Linked DNA regions of Mus musculus: all the other regions are linked to region 1. Evidence: chromatin contacts called from public HiChIP or PLAC-seq and promoter capture Hi-C data. All regions are on one chromosome and are shown on one strand. Each heading gives the region's core, a stretch centred on a gene start, on an enhancer-like site or on the middle of the called end of the contact. The rest is flanking DNA. Distances are from core to core; before and after follow the strand shown.

Region 1 (3,274 bases), core at 317-2,816:
ATGCAAACGTCTGGGGCACCAACTTGCAGCCACATAAGTCTGGCTTACACACCTCTACAGAATAGTATGAGGTGATAGATGGCTTGGCTTCTTCACCTGAAAGATGAGGTCTGGGGTCGTTGAAGGGTGTACTTCAGGTCACTATGTATGGTGGCAGGTGCCCAAACTGGCTGAGCCATCCCCTCTGCCCACGTTTTAAATTTCCTATTGAGTTTTCCGTTCCAAGTCACTTAGTATCTGTTCATGCATGATGTCAAAACTAGACTCTGAATCCTAACCCCATCCATTTATACACACACACACACACACACACACACACACACACACACACACACACACACAAAATCTATAAATACTGGGCTGGAGAGATGGCTCAGCGGTTAAGAGCACCGACTGCTCTTCCAGAGGTCCTGAGTTCAAACCCCAGCAACCACATGGTGGCTCACAACCATTTGTAACAAGATCTGACACCCTCTTCAGGGGTGTCTGAAGACAGCTACAGTGTACTTACATATAATAATAAAATAAATCTTAAAAAAATAAAAGAAAAAGAAAATACTGCACTCACCAAAAAATTGCTTGTTGTCTTCGTAGTATTTATTTCCATATTTGTCTTCTCCCACCAGTGTACCAATCCTTATATCATTTGCCCTTTAAGAAGTACACAGAGGAAAAAAAAGGCATCTCAGAATGATTCACACTGTTCAAGACAAACCCAGAAACAGACCGTACCACCGACTGTTTCTGCATCGACACAAGAACGAGATGCTACGGGGGATGCTCGCTGCTTGTACACCTCTAGCCTTCAGCCGAAGGCTCTTGCCACTCAACGCTCACGAATTAACTTTCTGGCAAAGAGCTCTGGAGTCTCCTGTGTTGTCCCAGCAGCATGCAGACAGGTGTGTGTGTGTGGGGGGGGTAATCAACCAAACAACTGATGTGCTTAGATTGCATATAAAACACTACTTTCCAGCTACGGTCCACGTATGTAGATACGTGCACCCTGAGACACTAAGTTAGCAAAACCTTCAGGCAGTCAAAGTACTTCATCATCTTCGTATTACGAGTGTCCCCTGGATTATTCACTGGTCCTCCGGATTTGCTGCGATTTATGGGGCTAATCGGGACTAGCATGATCGCCACCTTCAACTTCTTACTGTACACAGTGCAGAGGAAAACTTGCCCAAGGTCACCGTGAGGGGTAGAGGGGTTGCTATGCTAAGCCTCATTACACCCCAGGACTCGAGCCCGGAGCATCCCGGCTACCCTAGCACCTGCGTCACAGCTCCGCCACTAGGGGCTGAGTAGGGCCCAGAGACGTCTCAGTCCAAGGAACTCAACTCTTGGGACTGAACTTGTCCTTGACCGGATCCCTGGACCTCCAAAGTGATCTAATCTGAGCTCCTTTCCAGGAAAGCAGCCAGCGGAGGTGCGTCCCCAGAGACCCAGGGTCTAGCCCTGGCCTCCTACCTGAAGAAAACCCGTAGGAGGCCCCGCAGGCCGCCGTGGCCGGTGACCTGCTGCACGCCGCGCTTCAGGACCTCCACCAGCTCCATTCTCATCTGCATGGTCCGCCCCTTCCGTGTTCGGGTAAAACCCGCCGGGCGGAAGACGAGATACTCAAGGCGCCACCGTTTGGAGGTTCCTGCTCGTCAACCGGCCGCGGAGGTCGTTCTACGCAGGCGCAGAGCTGGAGGTCGCGCAGGGAGGATTATCTGGGGTTTTACAGTACAGGTTGGTGTCTTCCTAAAGGTGAAATTAATGTTTTCGGAGGCTGTACCCAGAAAGCGACCCTGCGGGGAGAAGTACGCCAAGCAAAGCTTTCCCAGATGGGAGTTTCTCCTGTCGAAATAAGTTTCTTCCTCCAGACAACGATGACGCACATTCCAAAAATTCCTTATAGCACTAGAAGCTAAGAAATGCATTACTGACCCCACAGCGGTATTGTACATTTAATACAGAGTGCGTATGATTTTGAATTCATTAAGCGTCGGTATGCTGGTAGATGAGTGATGAAGAATTGCAAAGAATAAGATTAAGTAAAATACCTGAAGGATTTGTTATTTTATTGTTGCAAGGTGTAAGCACAGACACTAGGTAGACTTCATCACAGAGTTAGTGCTTTACAAAATAATAAAATAAATAAACAATACTGGCAAACCCCTAGCCATAAAAAAGAAAAAGAAAAGAAAAGAAAGAAGAAACTAGGATTAATAAAATTAAAGATTAAAAATAGTTAAGTGTCAAGTCGACAAGGCTGGCCAGATTGCGAACCTCGGGAATACACCTGCCTCCACATCCCTGGAACTGAGTCTACAAAGGTGCCACCATACCCGAATTTTCTACATGGGCTCTGAGCTGTAACTTCTTTTCTCACGCTTGCAAGGTAGGCTAAGATCAAACCCAGGTCCTTGGCAAGAGCAGCTAATATTCTTAATTTCATTTTAAAAATATTTTGCGTTATTTGCATATTGTTTCCAAGCCCTGTGTGTCTTTACATATTCCTCACAATATGTATGTTTTTTGATGACTAGAATGCAGGGGAGTCACAGGAGACTTCTGATAGCAGGATAGAAGGCAAATTGGCCTCCAGCTCTTTCCCTTAGAACACAGCCAGTAGGCAGTAAGGAGCAGAACAGAGAGACTCTGGCCATGCCCAGATTCTGTCCCACTGCAAGTCCCAGCTAACAGCCACTAATACTCAGTGACTACAGAGATTTAAACCCATGATTTCTGCCAGACCCCTGTTCTGACTGAATGGAGATAGGTTGTCCCTGACCACCTCTGTCTGTATTATACATTCATGTGAAAATGCACACTTCTAACTGGTAGGTTTGGGGTGGCTAACCGCAAAACCTTGATGCTTGACATACTGCCAATAGTTTTGAAGCCCCTTCTATATCCTTCCCCGTTTGCACCTTCCTCCTCCCTTCCCAACTATTACCTAGACTTGATGCTCTTGCTTCTTGACTACATTTTATATGTATATGTACATGTAAATGTACTGTTACACAGATGTAACAGTAAACTAGTTAAATCATATTCTCTATGCTTTATGTACTTATTCAAATCGATGCAGGTTTTCTTTGTTTATATAATCTTAAACTCCATGTGTGTGTGGGGAGCACAAAGGAAAGAGACTGAACTCAGATAGCTGCATTTCCACAGAAAGTGCTCTGACCCTCTAAGCCATCTTGCCATTATTTTTGTTCTTAAAATGCTTATATGATTTTTCTCCCTTCTACTGCTGGAGACTGAACCTAGGGCCTTGTAA
Region 2 (3,032 bases), core at 327-2,826, 350 kb before region 1:
AAGAATAACCAGGGCTCTGCGTGACGGGGAATCTTTAGGGCTCAGATCCACTCTTTTCAAACAACCTCCCTAGGTAATTCCGATGTCTCTGCCACTGCCTCCTGCCCACTGGAATTAAGTCCTTAGTGAACACTTCTATCTGAGGGGACAACACTGCAGAGAGCCAAGAGTCTAGGAACGAATGTGTAAGTGTTCAGAGCTACCCTGCCCCGGGATGTGAGCCACTGAGAACGAACAAACCCAACTGGCCTCTCATCACTTCGGCCCCTTCTGGTTCCTTAGAGATGTGGGGGGCAGGCAGGGAAGACAGCTATGTTTGAGCCGAGAAGGGAGCTGGGAAAGTGGGGCCCTGTTTTTGAGCCTGGCCACCATTGCCTAATCCTGATCAATGGGAATCTATACCCGACAGCTTCCCTTCTCCCTCCAGTTTTGATTCCAACTAGTTTGCCATCAGTGAGCCAGGTAAGCGGTATTTCCAGAACAACTACTCATGAGATCACCTGGGGCCTCTAACCCTCCTTGCCCCACCCGAGACAGTGAATCAGAATTTCTAGGAGGTTCCGTGTCCTGGGCTGGAGCCCAGGCTGTAATATTATACACAGGGAAGTCTGAGAAGCATCTGTTCAGGTCGAGCTCATTGTGAAGAACGGAACCAGGGCTGACTGAGTGACATAATTTCCCCAAGGTCTGATTAACTATGGCTCGGGGGCCCAGAACGTGGTGAGCTCATTCTTTGCTCACAGACCAATACTGCCTGCTATGTTTAATCATCAGAGTCCAAGTATCTGCGAAGTTTCTGATTCACCGTGAGGCAGCTGTGGGTACGTGACTAACAAAGTCTGAGTTCCGGATGCAGGTCAGAACGTGCCACCCACCGGCTTAGAGGATGACAGACAGGGTGACCTGTCTGATTTGACCGGCCCCTCGGTTTCTTTCACTTTCAGTATCAGAATGAGGGGAAAGGCCTGACTGATTACCCTTGAGAAAGAAAGCAACAAGAAGGCAGGAGCGCAGGCTGATTCAACCACCTCACCGTTGTTTCCTCAGCTCCTGTTAGCACTTTGAGCCAAACAGCTCTGGTCCTGGCAACTGCCAGCCTCTTGTGGTCGTGGTCGGGAGAGAAAGGATGGCAAGCCCTGCTACAGACGCTCCGCTTGTAGACCAGAATCAGCTTTTCTAACTGAGAAACAAGGAGGAGAAGCACTCTGCTCCGCCCCACCCTCCCAGGACCCAGCTTGGAAAGCTCAGAGCAAGCTTTGACTCAGGGAAAGCTCGAGCTGGTTATAATTGCCTCTAATTGGCCCTCCCACACCATCGCACAGTTTACAGCTGTAATGAGTTCCAAAAAGGGATGCCATATATTCTCCTCCTACCTTAAAAACCAGAATCCTTTCCTGCCTAGGTTCTTCACATAACTGCTTGGATTTTTCCTAATACATCAAAAGATATTAAAAGCAAGATCAGTGAATGAATGAAAAGCAAACATGTAAATGTGTTTTCAAAGAGAGAGCCCTGAACCCTGTGACCTCAGGGGCAACGCTGTGGGCCTCATATTGCTAACGGAGACCAAGGACAGCGAACGAGAAACCGATTGCATTCCAGGGCACACGGCCCTCAGAACACATGCATCTCTTCGGACATCTCCCATGTTCTGATTTTTATCTTTCTTGGCATGCTCGGGCTCTCTTTTAATAAAGTCACAACCTCTGTTGCCATGGAACCCAATCAGACATGAAGCCTGTTACTAGGACTTCCCTGCAGGGCAAGAAAAAAAAAACAAAAAAAACAAAAAACAAACAAAAAAAAAACCCAAAAGACTCCAGTGACAAAAAGACCAACATTTTCTTAAAAATCAAAAACCAAAAAAACCCAAAAATCAAAAATCAAAGCAATGAGCCTTTGGAAAGCGTCTGACACCTTTGTGTCGACTAACACTTAAGTTTCACATAGGATAGTTTGAACTCTTAAGCCAAAGCGTGTCAACATTTTATTCACACAAAAAAAAATTAAGCTGGGACTTTACAAAGATATTTGTTTCCAAATAAATACCTGGCAAAGAGGATAAAACTACAGGATTCTCCCATTTTCCCCGCTTTTAGGTGAGCTTGCTCAAGACTGAATAGCTGTTTGGCAAACACGTGTCAGTCAGCAGCTACCAAATTGCAGTATCCATTTCTACCAGCACTAAGGTTTTTTTTTGCCAAGAGCTCGTTATTTCTCTGCAAAGAGAAGATATCTAAACAACACAATGAATCCTCTGCTCTGCCATTATCTGGGAAAAAAAATATATCTGATGCTAACAACAAAGCTATATATGGAAAGGGAGTTAACGTCAGCTGAGTGTCTGTCCTGAGCCCGGCACTTCGCATCTCACCGTGTGACTGACGGAGTTACTACCACCAAGGTTCCGACAGCCTTGAGTAGCTTGATCAAGCTGCCACGCGACAACTGTGCCTGACTCCCAAAGCTAGAGTTATTCATTCATTCTGCCTAGCTTTTATTCTGGCTCTGGGTGCCAAGCATTTGTTCAGCCACTTGTTCTTGATGAGGGAATTCACAGCTTTGGGCAGCCTGTCTCAGAAGAGGGCATGGATTCTATTTTGGCTTCCAGCTGGCTACAGTGGTAAGATGTTCATATTCTACTATCATACTCACGAAGCAGCAGCTACCCCATGGGAGAACCATGAGTGAATGTCCTGTCCGTTTGCCTAGGATGACACAGGATGTGCATCTGTACTGGACTGTTAATTAAGTTAAGGATATTTTACCTAGTAGCGTGTATAGGGACAACTTTCATGGAAAGAAAAATTTTCTCAGCACAAAATTGCCATGAGATACTACTCAGCAGACAGAAAGAGACAGGGAGCGGTGGGGAGGAGATGGGACACCTACAACCTACGTACACTGGCAGGGATGCTCATGACCAACCACTGGAAAACCCTGACATTCCTCAAAGGGTTAACATAGCATCCCTGTGACACCTAGCAATTCTGCTCATAGTTGTCCCACACGAATACCCAACTTGTAAGACC
Region 3 (2,887 bases), core at 74-2,573, 260 kb before region 1:
AAGATGGGGAAAGTGAGATTAGGAATTAAGACGATGCCAAGGCTTAGAAGCAGTAAATCTGCAACCAGAACAAAAGGCTTCCCTCTTCTACTTCCAAGTTCCTTCTGTGCCAGGGCTCAGGAATGACCATGGCTCATAGCAGAAGTCCAAACCACCAGCTACCTTATTCTGTAGGTTTTATTTTTATTTATGTGTGTGTGCTTGTGTGCATAAATATGTGTTTGTGTATATTTATATACATATGTATATATGTGTGTGTGCTTGTGTGCATATATATGTTTGTATATATTTATATATGTGTGTATGTGTGTGCTTGTGCATGTGTGTGTGTATGGGGGGTGGTATAGGTGCCCTCAGAGGCCAGAATACAGCATCCAATATGGAGCACAAATTAGAGGCTGCTTTGAAGCATCTGATATGAGTTCTGAGAACCAAACTTGGATCCTCTAGCAAGTTCTCTTAACCACTGATCCCTCTCTCTAGGCCCCTGCCACACCTACTTTTATAGAGCTGTAAGCTAAACATGTTTTTCATATTTTTAAACAGCTGAAGGAGACAAAGAGTTCATGACATGTAGAGTCCGATGACGTCAACATTTCAGTATTCATGAAGTTTGCAAACCCATCTGTGCTCAAGTCTTGCCTGTAGCTGCTTTAATGAAATGCAGTCAAGTTCAGGAGTTGTGACAGACTACATGGCCCTCAAACCTTAGAGCATTATATTTCTTACCTGGCCCTTCACAGAAAGCATTTCCTACACTCTACAGTCTGGCTGTTTCTAATTGCAGTCTCTTTTTTCTTTCAAGACAGAGAAAAGAAGAGGTGGCCCCTGGAGTCTTTCACTCTGTCAGTGTTGTATGATTTAAAAAGAATGAGACAAGAACTTCTCAGTCACTTAAGGGACAAGACTGGAGGTCCTTCTTCACTCTCCAAGTGATGTAGACACATATGTGCAATTGGAGCTTGGAGACAGATAAATGACGAGAGAGAGACAGAGAACAGTCAGAGTCAAAGACACAGATTTCCCCGGACATTAGAAAGTGAGTTGGGCAGGGGCATGGGTGGTAGTGGGTCTTCCTCAGCCAATAGGATCAGACATAAAATTGATACAATGAGCTATAAAGCAAAACCAAAAGAGGATCTGGGAGCGTGTGAAGGGTCACGAGTCTTTAGAGTACATGGAGGTCTCTCTTCCACAGGCGCAGACAGCTTGGCCCCAAGTGTTTTCAAGTCTCAGCTGCTTCCACGTGCTCGAGAGAATGCTGCTTCTAGCTGGCCGCCGGCGTCCTTATTCAAGCATGACCCTGCCTCATTCCGATCCACCAACGACAAGGCTGGCCACTTGCCCAGCTCCAAAACTGGTCTCTGTTTATTTCTGACTCTAGGAAATGACAGAGATGTCCCATGATAACTGTATTCTGTGTTGTTGATTGGAGTATCTGATTTGTCTTGTGTAGTTAATGCAGAAAACTACTTTTGCTTCCCCTGCCAGTATCTTTTATCTGTGGACATTCTTCTCCTTCCAAGGTCCAATCAAACGTCTCTGTCATTTCATCTTCAGACTCTCCCTTAAGGAGGACTGTGTAAAGTAGGAGAGAAGCCAGCATTGTTGAGCAATCAGGAAAATGGGGTCCTCTTTAGAGCAGACAATGCCAAGGTCACAATAAGACAAAGGACAAAGGGAGGGTCACTTGAGGGCAAGTGGACGAAGACAGAGTGTAAGCAAGGAGGCTGGTTTTAGAAAATCCAAGGCCGTGTGGCCACCCTGACCTAAAGACGTCGGGATTTAATATCTTGGGCTTTTTCAGTATGTCAGGTCATAAACGCAATCCTAGGAGGTTAAGATGAGCTCCTCCTCTCAAGCAAAGTCCAAAGAAACTCAGTGGCTCACTTAAGTGGCAACCATGAAGTCAGAGCTCAGGACACTGGGTTCATTGCATGCTCAAAGCTTACCACCATGCCCCCGGAGCACGGCAGGTATTCAAGAAAGAATTGTTGGGAAAAGAGCGTCTGGCCAAATGGCAACCTTCAAGCCTGCTGCCTGAAGCTATTTCTATTGCTAATGGATGGAAATGGCTCAAGCTACAACAGGTGCTCCTCCCCCATCCGTTCTGACGTCAAGATGCAATTTGTCTATGACTTTCTAGCCCGAGTGTCATCCAAGGGCATCGGCCACAGAGTCCATGGGATATGGAAGGAACCAGGAAAGGGTCTCGGCCTCCTGTCTCCTAAGCACTTTAAGCTAATTCCTATGGGTTGAGTTACATAAACCTTACAAAGCAAATATGGACCCACTCTTATAGAGATGCTATTTAAACTTTTAATTTCTTTTTCTTTCTTTTTTTTCTTTTTTTTCCCCCGAGACAGGGTTTCTCCTGGCTGTCCTGGAACTCACTTTGTAGACCAGGCTGGACTCGAACTCAGAAATCTGTCTGCCTCTGCCTCCCAAGTGCTGAAATTAAAGGCGTGCACCACCATGCCCAGCATTTTAATTTCTTTAGATTTGTTTATTTTCTGTGTATGGGTGTTTTGTCTGCATGGGTGTTTTGTCTGCATGCAGAGCATCGCATGCATGCAGTACCTACTGAGGCCAGAAGAGGGCATCAGATCCCCTGGTACTAGACTTTGGGCTTGTTGTGGGCCACCTTGTGGGTGCTGGGATGTGAACCCAGGCTCTCTTCAAATGCAGTATGTATTACTAACCACAGATCCCTCCTTACAGCCCTGGGGAGACACTACCTTTTACATTATTAAGCCTAAAGTCTGCATTCTAAGCTTAACAGCTTAGCAACAGGATAATGAAGTGACACAGGTAAGTTGCACAGGATTCCTTAGACCTGCCTTCTATAAGAAGCCACAGGTATAAATACAGTGTGACCGTGCATGAA
Region 4 (2,952 bases), core at 394-2,893, 440 kb before region 1:
TCTTCTGGAAAAGCCACACTTGCTCTTAACTCTCAGCCATCTCTCCCACCCCTCGTGTCTTGTCAGGCATTTTGGTGCGAGCAACAAAGAGAGCAACTAATACACCACGCCAGCAGTTTTTCCAGTTGCTTCCTACTGCCTGCCCTTTCCCTGTTTCTAGCTATAATTACATATTTATTTGGTTCATAAATATAGCATTAAAAAATCATGGGCTTCTTTCCTTTTCCTATCTTGCATAATGACGATGTGTCCCCCCAAGGAACTCAAGTCTAGATCCAAATGCTGGCTAGGATAAGAAATAAGAAAATGAAAATTATTTTATTCTAAGACTTGGACTTGATGCAATTTTAGGGATGAGGAGCAGGCTGCTTCTGCTTCCCTTTCGCTTCCTGTCAGCCCCATGATTTCGGGCCTTTTTTAAAAAGCTACAAATAGGCCTGACCTATCTGACAAATTTCAAAGTCAACTTTCTTACAGTTTGCCACTTCCCAGACAGAAGTTAAACTTCACATTCTCCCTGACTCCAGACAGCAGAGCATTTCCTTATTAAACCTTTTAACAAGGTTTCCAACCAAGATCTAGTGCTGCTGCAGGGAGGGATGGAATTGGAAGATTCTGGAATGGGAGACGTATTCTCCCCCCAAACCCCCCTCCACGGGTCATTTCTACCTTGCTTAATGTACTAGAAGTCATTCGGAAGTCATTTGAACCTGAAACAATGTCTGCAAAATAAGTCTGTGTTTAGTATTTCACTGAGTTTTTTTTTGGGGGGGGCGGGGTAAAACCCCTTCCCTTTCCTCCCCTGTGGTCAACATCACACTTCCGGTGTACAGTCTGCAATGTCTGCTCTCTCAGCTTCTCTTGCAGCCCAGCATGACGGATTACCAATGGCAAGGAAAGGGCTCTAAGAAGCCTGATGGGCTTACTCATTGCTTTTCTTACTGTTGTGGCAGAAGACTCTCTCTCTCTCTCTCTCTCTCTCTCTCTCTCTCTCTCTCTCTCTCTCTCTCTCTCTCTTTTGGGGGGTTGGGTTTTTTTGAGACAGGGTTTCTCAGTATAGCCCTGGCTGTCCTTGGAACTCACTATGTAGACCAGGCTGGCCTCGAACTCAGAAATCTGCCTGCCTCTGCCTCCCAAGTGATGGGATTAAAGGTGTGCGCCACCACCGCCCAGCTGTGGCAGAAGATTCTTAAGGAACAGTTTGAGGGTACAGATTATCAAGAAAGGATGGCGTGGTGGCGGGAGCTCAAGGCAGCTGGATATGCTGTATCCACAGTGAAAAAGCCGAGAGAGGTAATGGTTGCTTTTAAGTTTGCTCTTTTTCCCCCAGGTTTCATTCAGTCTGGGATCCAAGCCCAAGGGATGGTATTACACACATTCAGGGTAGGTTTTCCCTCCTCAGTTAAACTTCTCTGGAAGTATCCACCCAGGCACACCCAGAGGTATATATTCCAGGTAATTCTAAACCCAGTCAAGTTGACACTGAAGAGTGATCACTTGTGTTGGTTTGAATAGGGATGGTCCTCAGAGACTCATGTGTGTGAATGCTTGGACCACAAGAAATGTCACTATTAGGAGACGTGGCCTCGTTGGAGTGGGTGTGGCTTCGTTGGAGGAAGTGCATCACTGCGGAGGCAGGGCTTTGAGGTTTTATAAGCTCAAGTCTGGCCAGTGTGTCCCCCTGCTGCCCGTGGACCAAAATGTAGAACTCTCAGCTCCTTCTCCAGCACTGTCTGCCTGCACACTGCCATGCTTCCTGCCCTGATGATAGTGGACTGAACCTCTGAATCTACAAACCAGCCACAGTTAAATATTTTCCTCTATAAGAGTGGCTGTGGTCATTATAGCAATGAGACACCAGCTAAGACATCACTCACTGTAAGGGGGCTCTGGAGAAAGTTCCTTTCTGTATCAAAAGAGGCCTCCCTTCCTGCTTGCTGGACATGTGCCTGCTTGTGATAGTCCTGGGAATATTGTCTTCATCCCCAAATAAGGTACCTTTCCCTGGCAAGCCTGTCCCTGGGCCCATCCTTTGAAATCCATCATTTGCGGGGCTTTACTGTGTGATGTTGTGAAGGATATATATTTTGAAAGATTATATAGCTGGACTCTGTCCCCCTTCCTGGCTCATATGTCCTATGATCCTTGTAATCATGGTTGCTGAAACATGTCTTCTATATGTTGGTTAAATGCCTGGTAGTTGGGAGCCCCTGGGCACTGCTGTGTGGGGCTGGTTGATGGGAAATGCCCTGTGGAGTACTTGTACTTGTGCTCTGTACCAGCATTACACCAGACTTGTGACTGGTTTCTCTGACTTCTAGTTCTTCATCCTGACCCAGGCTTCCAAGTTCCTCTTCTAACACCGCTTTTACGTTATTGAGAAGCTACTGAGCAACCCCCCCCCCCCCCGTTCAATTCCAGTCACTTACATCCTGTCATCCGCAATGGCTTTACCTTTCCATGGACCTCCCTGCGATCCAGACATCATTTATTTTTTATTTTAGATTGTCCACCTCTTTCCTTCCCTCCAATTTAAATCCTGTTCATCTGTTCATGGCCCTGCCCAAACGCTATCTTCCTTTCCTCCCACTGGGCATCAATAGGATTTGATGGTGATTTTTTAAAAATGTGATTTATTGTGTAGTTTTACTACCTGTCATTTCACACACTTAGTTTCTTTCTCTCTCCAGAATTACCTTTGAATAGAATCTGAAGACAAAGTCTGTGTCATAATTATTAGTGTACTGTGCAGCGCTGATGACAGTGCTCTGTAGAGCCGACACTCAAAAAAAATTTTTTTTGCAGAGTGACTAATAGACATTTCCCAATTTGGCAGCGTGTGGCAGGGAATGGAGATGAATGTAAAGCTGCAATTTAAATGACGAGAGGGGATCTTGTCAGCAGGGGAGAGAGGGGGGAAAAACATTTAACGGATGCAAATAGTCTGGTCAA
Region 5 (3,000 bases), core at 314-2,813, 320 kb before region 1:
GACCATTAAGTTATGACAACCCAGGCTCTCAAATTATCTTAGCATTACCGTCTCACCTGTGACTGCTCTATTACGTTTGTCCCCCACCCCCACCGGGTTACAAATGTTTTATGAAAAAAGACCTTTCCTTCAGTCAGCTGGGTTCGCGAGTAGTTGCCCTCCCAAGCAAACTTCTGACTGCAGGTAACCAAAACTCTAAATGTTTTTCTTAGGGAGTTTGGGAATACTTTCCTGGTGCACTGTTATGAAACTTCTAATGAAACCGAGAAAGAGTCGGTCGATGCAGGAGCGATTCCACCAAACTCATTAAATTTGTGGGTTTTTTTTTTTTAATCATTTTTCCTAAATTGATTAAGAGGCGCTAAAGTGAAAAGAGAAATGAGGTAAACATGCCACTTCTGGGAGAATCGACTACTGTTTCAAATTGTGACTGCATACCCACATTATATATAAGGGACCCCTGCATATGCCTATCACTTATGGCCGCAACTTGATCTTAGAGGTGGAAGGGTAGAAACTCTGCCCGGTCTATCTCTACGAACTTTATACAAGAAAGCCGACATCGAATCCCCAGTTCCTCGGACAAGCCAGAAGTTGGGAGGCTCAGAGAACAACTCCAGGTGCCGCCTGCCAGAGTGGAGGAGGTGCTGTTTCAAATGGCACTTTAGTCCGTCAAAAGAAGGGATGGGGGGGGGGGTGTCACATCCTTGCTGGACACTTGAGCTTCCCAAAAGGGAAAGTGTTCCTCAGGAGGGGCCCAGAGCTGGGGCTGTGGCCTCCGTCTTTATAGTGAAGCCCTCCATGGCCGGTCTCCACAGCTTGCTCAGAAGAGCTATTTTCGCTCACAGCCAAAATCAGCAACAGCAAATTAGGCTGCAAACCGTGGCGAAGGCACCCGCTCTGCACGGCTCCCAACTCCGGAGCGTCCATGCCGAGATCGACTTTTGACCTGGGCAGCGCGTCCCGGGCGTACAGTGCAGGGGACTCAGCTGCCAGGCAGGGGACGCAGCAGCAATGCAGAGCCCTGCAGGTGGCTGTGCCGGGAGGGAGCCAGACCCTGGGAGTCCCGGGGACCCGGCAGGCAGCGTGCGCTCTCTGGCGGGGAGGAGAGCCCGGCGACACCGTCGTGGAATAGGACTGGCTAGCCTCCGATTCCAGCGGTGGCCCAGCGTCCCCGGGCCGCAGGTTTTCCCCGGACCTTCCCGGCCGGGAGAGGCCGGCGTTGGGTTCTACGGTGCTGAGCCTCCGAGCCGACCCGGCCCGCGCCCTCCCCACGCAGACTCGCACCCCCGCGCCGCCCTGCGCGCGCCCTCACCCGGCTCTTGCAGCGGTGGTGCCGGCCGGGGTCTGAGTAGGTCCGGTCCACGGTGAGCGCCGTGTCGCTGCCCGGCATGTCTGCGCTTAGACTGACAACTTTGCGTCCTCCGGGGCTGCCGCTCCACTCGGCGCCGGGTGGCAGCTGCTCGCCGTGCTCCGCTCACCCTCGCCCCGGAGCCGCGGCCGAGGGGGTGGCGCGGGCCGCTGCAGCTGCTGCCGACACCCCGCGGCCCTGCGCCGCCGCCCGGGTGGGGAGGCGGGCGACAGTCTCCGCCCCTTTCCCCGCTCCCCGCCCCTGCGCCCGCGCGGCGCCTAGACCCGCTCCAGGTGCCGGGCTCAGCTGCCCTCCCTGCCTGCGAACGGGGCCCACGCGCTCCCACGCCTCTCCCGGCTCAGATGAGCGACGCTGGCACAGGTTATGGACCCACTTGAGTGTGATAAAAAAGACGGGTTTGAGCACACAGGAGGTTGCCGGATGCCTTAATGAAATATATATACATATTTCACTCAACAGGCACACTTACTTGCTGGACAGCTTTCCTGGACCTGGACAGTGGGCTAAGGATTCCAGGACGGAGGGGCATTTTCCCATCTAGTATTCCACGGAGCGGCACTCCCACTGTGTTGTGTATCTTAATTGTGCTTGTGTGACTCACTGTGTTGTAAGCTACTTTGAAACCGGGACATCTTTCCACTTGAGCGTTCTCTAGTCCCAGCGAGTGCTCCCTGCCCACAAGGAATTTGGAATCTGAAGAGAAAAAGTACTGATTGGTAATCAATGCGGTATCGGTTGCCTAACCCCCAAATTAACTACACAAGGTCCAGTGGTTTCGTGAGACGTGCCCCTGAGACCGGATTGGCAGGTTTTAAATCACTGATCCTAACAGGCTCAGAGTGCAGTGTGATCTGCCTACAGGGAGGGGAGGAGGTGTTTATCCCCCTAGCTGGCTGAGAGAAAACAGGTCTGTGCGTTGGGTGGGGGTGGGGGAGGGGACCCTCAAGGTGTCGGTTTAGTGGGTGTCTTCAGGCAAAAAGGGATCAGGTAGAAGAACGGAGAGTCGGGGGTAGGGGGTGGGGGGAATGTACTTTCAACATTAAGTTCAGCTTTGTTCTGTGGGTGTTTGGCAAGCTGCTGGGCTCCCTGAACCAGAAGTTGACAAGATCAGGATGGAAGTCTAAGACATCTATCTGATAGTCCTGTGAGAGGCATTGATGAAAGATAAAGAACTCTCGATAGGAGGCCTTTTCAAAGACTGAGGACAACCTGACCTATGTGTCATTCACTCACAAGGAGACCAGGGAACCAAGCATGTCGACTTAGTGGAGTATTAGACAAGTGTAGCAGTTGCGATGGCCCTCTGTGGAGTCATTTCTAGCATGTATAGTTAAGTGAAGAAAAGCAAGGTGCTGGAGAATATAGTGTTCTACCATTTATTGAAAGTGCAATGTGTATCATATCTATATAGAGAAATATAGATACATATACATACATACATATACATAAATATAGATATATGCCTGTGCTTATATATACACAGGGCACATTTCTGACAAGATAAAAAAAAAGCTACAGGAATAAGTGAACAAGCAGCTTAAGTTGGGAAAGGAGAACTGAGCAGCTACAGGGCAGATGGGAGGATTGTTTGTTTATTGATCGTTTTTTCACTGAGTATACATCTTAAA

Evidence for each region. Promoter capture Hi-C pulls out the DNA fragments that hold promoters and counts their contacts. HiChIP or PLAC-seq counts read pairs in DNA pulled down with a chosen protein or histone mark.
Region 2: a promoter capture Hi-C map of the HPC-7 cell line shows a contact between it and region 1, with 2.5 times the contacts expected there. The contact joins the enhancer-like site here to the promoter of Ndufa12 in region 1. A contact is called at or near these places in 4 of 39 promoter capture datasets (the 3T3-L1 cell line, the HPC-7 cell line, hippocampal neurons and 1 more), 1 of 484 Hi-C or Micro-C datasets (bone marrow-derived macrophages), 4 of 115 datasets of contacts at active chromatin or transcription factors (bone marrow-derived macrophages, memory CD8 T cells, neural tube and 1 more) and 2 of 9 other capture datasets (adipose tissue and liver).
Region 3: a contact with region 1 is called in a promoter capture Hi-C map of liver, with 2.1 times the contacts expected there. The contact joins the enhancer-like site here to the promoter of Ndufa12 in region 1. A contact is called at or near these places in 5 of 39 promoter capture datasets (3T3-L1-derived adipocytes, hematopoietic stem and progenitor cells, hippocampal neurons and 2 more), 1 of 484 Hi-C or Micro-C datasets (cerebral cortex), 1 of 115 datasets of contacts at active chromatin or transcription factors (bone marrow-derived macrophages) and 1 of 9 other capture datasets (macrophages).
Region 4: an H3K4me3 HiChIP or PLAC-seq map of bone marrow-derived macrophages shows a contact between it and region 1, with 3 times the contacts expected there. The contact joins the enhancer-like site here to the promoter of Ndufa12 in region 1. A contact is called at or near these places in 4 of 39 promoter capture datasets (the 3T3-L1 cell line, the HPC-7 cell line, hippocampal neurons and 1 more), 2 of 484 Hi-C or Micro-C datasets (B cells and cortical neurons) and 4 of 115 datasets of contacts at active chromatin or transcription factors (bone marrow-derived macrophages, embryonic basal ganglia, forebrain and 1 more).
Region 5: an H3K4me3 HiChIP or PLAC-seq map of neural tube shows a contact between it and region 1, with 5 times the contacts expected there. The contact joins the promoter of Tmcc3 here to the promoter of Ndufa12 in region 1. A contact is called at or near these places in 3 of 39 promoter capture datasets (the 3T3-L1 cell line, hippocampal neurons and pre-B cells), 5 of 484 Hi-C or Micro-C datasets (cortical neurons, embryonic stem cells, nephron progenitors and 2 more), 6 of 115 datasets of contacts at active chromatin or transcription factors (SST interneurons, bone marrow-derived macrophages, embryonic forebrain and 3 more) and 3 of 9 other capture datasets (adipose tissue, macrophages and pancreatic islet).

What each region holds. Positions count from the first base shown.
Region 1 is chr10:94,197,327-94,200,600 of GRCm38.p6, reverse strand. It overlaps Ndufa12 (NADH:ubiquinone oxidoreductase subunit A12), which reads right to left and starts at 1,566. Exons shown (of 4, transcript NM_025551.4): 1 at 1,471-1,566; 2 at 569-651. The coding sequence starts at 1,556.
Region 2 is chr10:94,543,570-94,546,601 of GRCm38.p6, reverse strand. All of the region lies in intron 1 of Tmcc3 (transmembrane and coiled coil domains 3), which reads right to left. Among named protein-coding and RNA genes, the nearest start is that of Gm40743, 30 kb to the right of the region's middle. Within about 2 kb of position 1,576, at least 300 of the 459 cell types and tissues checked have an H3K27ac peak or open chromatin away from gene starts, as enhancers often do. A contact at or near this core is called in the HPC-7 cell line, adipose tissue, bone marrow-derived macrophages and 4 more, where this site is marked.
Region 3 is chr10:94,461,302-94,464,188 of GRCm38.p6, reverse strand. It overlaps a transcript of Tmcc3 not described here. Among named protein-coding and RNA genes, the nearest start is that of Gm32827, 36 kb to the right of the region's middle. Within about 2 kb of position 1,323, at least 54 of the 459 cell types and tissues checked have an H3K27ac peak or open chromatin away from gene starts, as enhancers often do. A contact at or near this core is called in liver, where this site is marked.
Region 4 is chr10:94,638,147-94,641,098 of GRCm38.p6, reverse strand. No RefSeq gene overlaps it. Among named protein-coding and RNA genes, the nearest start is that of Gm32898, 16 kb to the right of the region's middle. Within about 2 kb of position 1,643, at least 30 of the 459 cell types and tissues checked have an H3K27ac peak or open chromatin away from gene starts, as enhancers often do. A contact at or near this core is called in the HPC-7 cell line and bone marrow-derived macrophages, where this site is marked.
Region 5 is chr10:94,513,420-94,516,419 of GRCm38.p6, reverse strand. It overlaps Tmcc3 (transmembrane and coiled coil domains 3), which reads right to left and starts at 1,563. Exons shown (of 4, transcript NM_172051.3): 1 at 1,316-1,563. The coding sequence starts at 1,393. Gm40743 (a long non-coding RNA gene) reads left to right here and starts at 1,541. Exons shown (of 3, transcript XR_871960.2): 1 at 1,541-1,732; 2 at 1,832-2,088.